Regions from separate parts of the Mus musculus genome. Here region 2 is linked to region 1. Evidence: chromatin contacts called from public Micro-C data. All regions are on one chromosome and are shown on one strand. The core of a region is the stretch at or near the end of the contact, and the rest is flanking DNA. Distances in the headings are between cores, read along the strand shown. Region 1 overlaps Babam2 (BRISC and BRCA1 A complex member 2). Region 2 overlaps Babam2 (BRISC and BRCA1 A complex member 2).

Region 1 (3,240 bases), core at 337-2,836:
AGAGAAAGTTGCCCCCACAGCCCTGCTGGAGTGAGCAAGTGTGCTCTGGCCTGCTACAGGCCACTTTCTGAGCTGTCCAGGCCATGGAAGCACAAATAGCAACCTCGGGCACATAAGGACACGCACAGGCCACAGAGCCTGTGAAGGGCTCTGTCAGGTTTCAGTGAACAGATGTTTATCCCACAACGCTTCCCCTCTTCTTGGGGTTTGTCTAGTGCATTACAGAAAAAAGGAAGAAAAAGAAACCTTAAACTGTTTACACTAATTATCCCCTTTTGCTGCTCTTGCTTGTTTTGTTTTGCTCTTTCTTTTTCCCATACATTAAGAAGTCTTCATGTGAGGAAGTTCTGCCCAGCTGCTCTCTGGAATGGACCCTTCCATAGCTTAAACTGGGAACCTTTTGTTCTTGGATCTGAGTACAGCTCAGCTCGCCTTGTCACATGTGTGTTGGTGCACTGGCTTCCAAGAAGTTTATAGGCTTTTTCTCAACCCATTTCCTTCTTACCCCAAAGATAATCTGCTTCTATGACTTTCCTTCAAGTAAACAACTCCAGATCCCTTCATTGTATCTGTTCTCCCTGTGGCTCAGTCAGTACTTTATGCAGCCAGGCCGCTCTGAAGCCTGTGCTTAAGTTCGGTGCGTTCCGTGCCACCGTCCTAGCTATTAAATACTAAGTCAAACCCTTTCTTCTGTCTCTCTTTTGTTCATGTGTTCACTTACTTTTTCATTTCCTTTGTTCAAGAAATACACATATATATTTAGCTCCTGCTGTGTACCAGGTACAGCTCTGGGTACAAAGGAGTCAGCAATAAGTAAAACCAGACGTGGTCTTGGCCTTCAAGGAATTCCCATTGTAGTGAGGGAGAAAGGCATATAAAGGATTAATTACAATTCAAGGTGATGCACACTATAATAGTAGAGTTCAAAGTTCTTTGAAGAATGGCAAGAGTGTAATTGGCTCTGCCTCAGGCATCAAAAATACCTTCCCAGACTATTTGACATGTGTTTATTCTAGACATAGAACAGCATATATGGAAGATGTGTTTGCAAAATGGTAAATGGTCCAGAGAGGCCAGTAACTAGGATATAAGAAATGATGAAGGTAAAGCTGAGAACTCAAGGTGGGCAGCAGCCTAGCTCACTTATTTTGCAAATAAGGCTTAAAAATCATTCATATATATAATATACATATATATTATATATGCATATATACACACACACATATATCTTTCAGAAAAGAGAAGGTACGAGCAATGACAACTTTTAAACACACACTCAATGTGTTTAAAATGAGTGAGTCACACACTCAATGTCATAGGCTCAGTTGTATTTGCTTAAAATCCATATGCTCTGGTCCCATCCCCAAGACCTCAGAAAGTGACTGTATTGGAGATGGGTCCTTTCAGTGGATGTTAAGTTAAATTGACGTTGTTTAGGAGTGTTTTAGTCAGTAGGGCTGGGGTCCTTACCAGAAAAGGAAGATGAGAGGCAGAGGGAGAAGTCTATGAAAGCATGCTGAGAAGAGACTCAGCAGCCAGCACTTTACCTCTAAACCAGGAAGTGCACTTCTGTGTTCAGTGACTCAGTCTGTGTGCACTTAGTTATAGGAGCCTTGAAAAAAATGGATACACTCAACATTGTGATTTATAGGGGGCTGGAGAGATGACTCAGCGGGTAAGAGCACTGACTGCTCTTCCAAAGGTCCTGATTTCAAATCCCGGCAACCACATGGTGACTCACAACCACCCATAATGAGACCTGAAGCCCTCTTCTGGCGCATCTGAAAACAGCTACAGTGTACTTGTGTATAATAATAAATAAAATCTTTTTTTAAAAATTGTGATTTATAAATATGGTTATGTAGAGGGTGCTGGCTTGGGATGGACAGTTATGAGGAAGAGGAAACAGGACTAAGGTGCTGAGGCAACGTTCTAGGCTGCTGAGGGATTATACTTGTAAGATACCCTTTTAACCAAAATAGTGAATACCATAGAGAAGACACCTTTGGGAGAGTAGAGAGGAGCAGAACCCCAAACAGCACATTTAGATTTAGATCTGTCTGTTTCTGGTTTTACCTTGGGTAGCTGAGCTACTTGGGTGGTATCCAGGTGAATTTTCTTGCTGCTGGCCCTTGCTTGAGTTCTGCAGCAGGAGTGATAGTTTCCCGTTGTCTCTGTCCCTGCTTCACACTAGCTGGTATGGCCATGACTGCATCCTTCTCCTCTGGGCACGTTTCCACAGGGAGTCATCCCTGCAGCTGCAGTTCACTCGAGTTCAAGTCCTGGGCTACACAATGCCAGCCCACTGTTGTCAGGCCTGTGGTGTCTCTGCCTCTGGTTTGTTTCTTTAGCTCTGTGTTCAGCTTCAGTTGGCCCTTTGCATGCACCATCTCTCTCAGTGACTTGAAAGTACCTCCTTCTAGGCGGAAGTCCTAGAGACAGGAGGAAATGTATAATGACACTTGGAAAGAGTCTGAGTGTGAGTGTAGATTTGGTATTCTGTAGGTTAGGTCTGAACTGATTCATTGCCAATAGCAGTGAAAAGTGAAAGGGGTCATGGGTAGAATGCTGGAAAACTTAAACTCCTCAGGAATTGGCTAGCTTTGTAGCAAAGTTGGATTTTATTTATATAATTCCTTAAGTCTGATTACATGAATAAATGCAAGTGAATAATTCCGACTGAATATTCCCACTAGTAACATAACACTAAAGTATATGGTGGCATATGCCTGTAATTCCAAACTCAGGAGGGTAAGGCCAGGGGTCATGAGTTCCAGTTTCTGGCCCAGCTTGAGAACCAAGAGAGAAGCGGGGAGGGGCTAGAGACAGACAGACAGAGACAGATAGAAACTGATTTGTCATAAAGAAGGGAACCAATGAACAGTGGGTCAGTTTATAGAGAGTAAGTAGAATAACAAAAGTAACATTTACAAACCTCAGAAATATAATTATTAAAAACCCTATATGTCTAATTACAAGTTACTTAGAAATATATGTCTTAATGAAATTTACTAAGTCCTTTTGGATGGCACTCCTTGTGGCCAAGATTTATTTTACCCTATGTTCCAAAATAATAAAGTCTGTGCTACCTGTTAAACAGACAGTTGTGGTGATTATATGTTAATTTTTTCCTTGTGGTGTTATTAATCTGTATTTCTATATCATAGGTGCCACTATCTTTCTTATTATTGATGATGAATCCAGCACTTAGAGACGTCAGTAATTTTCTCCAGACCACAC
Region 2 (3,644 bases), core at 314-2,813, 120 kb after region 1:
ACTATTAGATAGAATACAGCTTACCTGAGCAAGGTATCTATAGCTTTAAACATTTATGTTCTCTGCATGAACTACCATATAGACAACTTTTATCTCTGAAATCCTTTGACAATTCCTGTTCTTCCAGTAATCCAGTTGTGATACAGGAAGTGTTTTGATTTGAACATTGGCTATAAGGACATGCTGTTCTCTGGAGACAAAAAAGGATCATGTAATGAATGCTTTGGGGGATTATGATATACATCAGTATAGAGCTTGCTGATATTTAAGTAAAAACAAAAATCATGTCTTACTTGAGTGGGTAAATAGATATTTCTGGTTTTTAATGTTTCTAATACTAATTGGCATTTGAGTCAAAGAAAATAGTTCAAAACTAGGAAATAATATATTTCTAAACATATCAAATACTAATACCAGCAACTCACTTCTGCAAAACAAAATCGTGGGAAAAAAGATTAGAAGGCATTCCAGCCAGATGCAGGAGTGTATACCTATGTCCCAGATACTCTGGAGTCAGAGGCCAAAGGATCTCATGAGCCCAGGAGTTTGGCACCAGCCAGAGCACTAAACCAAGACCTGTATAAAAGTTTCTTTTTTCAGGGGACTGGGAGAATGGCTCAGTCCATAAAGTACTAGCAAGAAGCCCTGAGTTCGATCCCTATTAAAAGCTCTGCGTTGTGACCTGTGCTTGTGATCCCAGCTGAAAGGGCCGATGCACGGGATGCTCAGGCGTAGGCCAGCTGGCCTCGTCCAACTGTGAGCTTCAGGCCACTGGAGAGATCCTTTCTCAAAAAGGTGGATGCCATTCCTTAGAATGACATCTTCCTTTGACCACCACAAGCACAAGCACTGACACATGTACTTACATCCACATATACTCACACACACTTACACACTCACACACTCACGCACACACACTCACGCACTCACGCACACACACTTCTTTTTTTTTTTTTTTTTTTTTTTAGAAAAATGTAGTCTAAAGTCCCCAAAGCCAGTAGCTTGAAAGCCACATAGCCTGTAGTCATAGCTACATTACTTTTGATAGTGAGTGATGGCTGTTTATAAATGATTGCATTGAATTCTTTTATTTAAAATTACTCTTTTTTCATAGGTAAACTAGCATGTTAAATACTTTTCTATTATTAATGATCGGTTTGGAGGTTAATCTGAATGTTGTTTCCTATTTGGAAACTCGGGTGTTACTCAGCAGTTGCAATTGAAGTTGAGGAAAAGTGTACAATGAACAGGCATTTGTTCCTAAAAACTTATCAGAGGGAATTAAATGAGCATCAGAAAGGACGTAACAGGGTTAGAAATCAGTGTTTGTTCCGAGTAGCCAAGGATGTTACAGACCAAGCCTGCTATAGGGAAGGACCTACAAGGATTTTCTAAATTGAGGTATTTGTCATTTGGATTGGTGTTTTCATACTTTTGTTGTTCTGTGTTATACAATCTCTGTTTCATAAAAATAGCCATGTATGGAGGCTATCATACTGTGGCACTGAGAAATGTGACTAAAAAGTGGTCATTCTCAGTCCTGCCCCTTTTTGTTGGTAGTGGTGTGAGTCACCAGTAGAAACCCCCTGTGCCACTGAGTCAGACATCGTCAGAGTCGGGTACACTCAGAAGTCTGAGAGGCTCTACCAACAACACAGGTTTTTGCTGGTTGGTTGGTTGGTTTTGGTTTTGGGGGGGCAGTGAGTTATTGTTGGGAGATTTCTTTAAAAAAACAAAAACAAAAACCATGAAGCTAACTTTTCCTTTGAGAAGTCACATCTAGGGAAAGCGCTAGGATCAGCAGTATGCACCGAAGGAGGGAGGGAGGGAGGGGGAGAGGAGGGGAGAGGAGGGGAGAGAAGGGGAGAGGAGGGGAGGGGTAGGACTGCACTCCACAGCATCCTTACATGTTGCTTTAATATGTATCTGTTTGTGCAGCTAACATTTCCATCCTTGTTCATGCTTTACAGTGGAGGCTCTGGCTTACTGACTGAGTTGTAATTGCAACACAATTTTAAGCAGGTTATTGGAGAGTATTCTGCAGTGTCACACAGTAGGAGCCAAAGATTCCAATCCTGGCTTTAGATTTTGTCCCCTGCTGCTGCCCAGTCTATGAGAAAGTTGACAAAGTCCACGAACTTTCTAGTTTACTCAGCTGTTAAACACACAGTTTCAAAATAATGTCCCTTTCTTGAAGTTTTAATTAACAAAGCATCTAAAATGAACTCTGCAAAGCTAGAAAATCTATACACATCATTACTGCATTTGTTAATGTGCCTATTCTCTGTCCTGGAAATGGGTAACATTTACACAAACTTTGTCTACCTCAGAGAATGTTGAAACAGTTTCTGGGGATGCTTTGCCTCCACTAAAACTAACAAGAGATTTTATTTTAAAAACTTGACTTAACCCCCAAATGAAATGCTAAAGCAACACTACATATTAGCAGGGGGCTTGGGCTCAGCTCTGATGGGCAGCAGCAGAGTCTCTGTTCAGATTTGCCCCTGTTGCGGCCCACTAAGGAGCTCCCTCTGATTTACAAGATATAAATATATGTGGTAACATATGTGGGAAAAAAAGGAAAGTGCTGAGTATGGAGATTTCACGACTTGATTGGAAGCAGAATGATAATTTTATTTTTCTGGAAGTCTAGTTGGTGCATCCTATCAAAGCCCTCTTTGTCCCTTTTCCAAGTTTGTTCTTGAAAACCATCTTTCATCCTGCTCCCCCATCAGATTGTAGGTGAGGAAGACACAGTCCCGCCCTTGAAAAGCGTATGGCATAATGGAAACTTAACACAGTTACATGGCTAGCTCTGCAATGGCAATGGGCAAGGCCAGGGCCCAGGAGGTCGGACAGTGTGGGACGCCATTCTGGTTATGCCTAAGATTCTGCATGTGTCACGGCTTCTGTGGTCCCTCATGCCATTGCTTTGATCCAAACCTCAATCGGTGCTTGTGGCTCCAATTGTCATGTACCCAGCATTCTGAGTTAGCCAAAAACATGTCTTAAGATGTGTTTATTGCTGAGCAGTGGTGTCAAATGTCTCTAATCCCTGCACTTGGGAATGAAGCAGAGTCAGGTGGATCTCTGTGAGTTTGAGGCCAGCTTGGTCTACAGAATGAGTTTCAGGACATCCAGGACTATACAGAGAAGCCCTGCCTTGGGAGAAACAAAAAGGATGTATTTATGAACTCTAACCATCTTTTCCCCTTTTTTGCCTTGCAGTTGACCTGCCCCTGTTTTTCCCTCGAGATCAGCCTACGCTCACATTTCAGTCAGTCTATCACTTTACCAACAGTGGACAGCTTTACTCCCAAGCACAAAAAAACTACCCATACAGCCCCAGATGGGATGGAAATGAAATGGCCAAGAGAGCAAAGTAAGTGGTACATTGTTAGTTGACTGGCCGTGAGTGGCCTCTTTGGGTTGTTTGTTTGTTTGGTTGGTTGGTTGGTTTTTGTTTTGGTAAATGGATTGTAGGAGATATGAGATAGCAAGTTAAGTTGTAGATAAATAATGTCAATAATAAAAATGATGGCAACCACTTATGTATTTTAAATGATAAATTTCAAATGTTGGTAAACAGATTTTCTAGTGAATAGTCAGTATATGAGTTCAGTGTCTATTATTCCATGGGAAGC

Evidence for each region. A called contact is a pair of places that touch in the nucleus more often than the background predicts.
Region 2: a contact with region 1 is called in a Micro-C map of embryonic fibroblasts, with 1.9 times the contacts expected there. The contact joins two enhancer-like sites. A contact is called at or near these places in 1 of 15 datasets of contacts at CTCF or cohesin (the NIH/3T3 cell line), 5 of 484 Hi-C or Micro-C datasets (CD4 T cells, cortical neurons, embryonic fibroblasts and 1 more), 2 of 115 datasets of contacts at active chromatin or transcription factors (CD8 T cells and embryonic stem cells) and 4 of 9 other capture datasets (adipose tissue, embryonic stem cells, liver and 1 more).

What each region holds. Positions count from the first base shown.
Region 1 is chr5:31,934,500-31,937,739 of GRCm38.p6, forward strand. The region is part of intron 7 of Babam2 (BRISC and BRCA1 A complex member 2); the gene reads left to right. Among named protein-coding and RNA genes, the nearest start is that of Gm52770, 63 kb to the right of the region's middle. Within about 2 kb of position 1,587, at least 41 of the 459 cell types and tissues checked have an H3K27ac peak or open chromatin away from gene starts, as enhancers often do. A contact at or near this core is called in the NIH/3T3 cell line and embryonic fibroblasts, where this site is marked.
Region 2 is chr5:32,054,283-32,057,926 of GRCm38.p6, forward strand. Babam2 (BRISC and BRCA1 A complex member 2) reads left to right here. Exons shown (of 12, transcript NM_144541.1): 11 at 3,229-3,382. Among named protein-coding and RNA genes, the nearest start is that of Gm40277, 34 kb to the right of the region's middle. Within about 2 kb of position 1,564, at least 30 of the 459 cell types and tissues checked have an H3K27ac peak or open chromatin away from gene starts, as enhancers often do. A contact at or near this core is called in the NIH/3T3 cell line and embryonic fibroblasts, where this site is marked.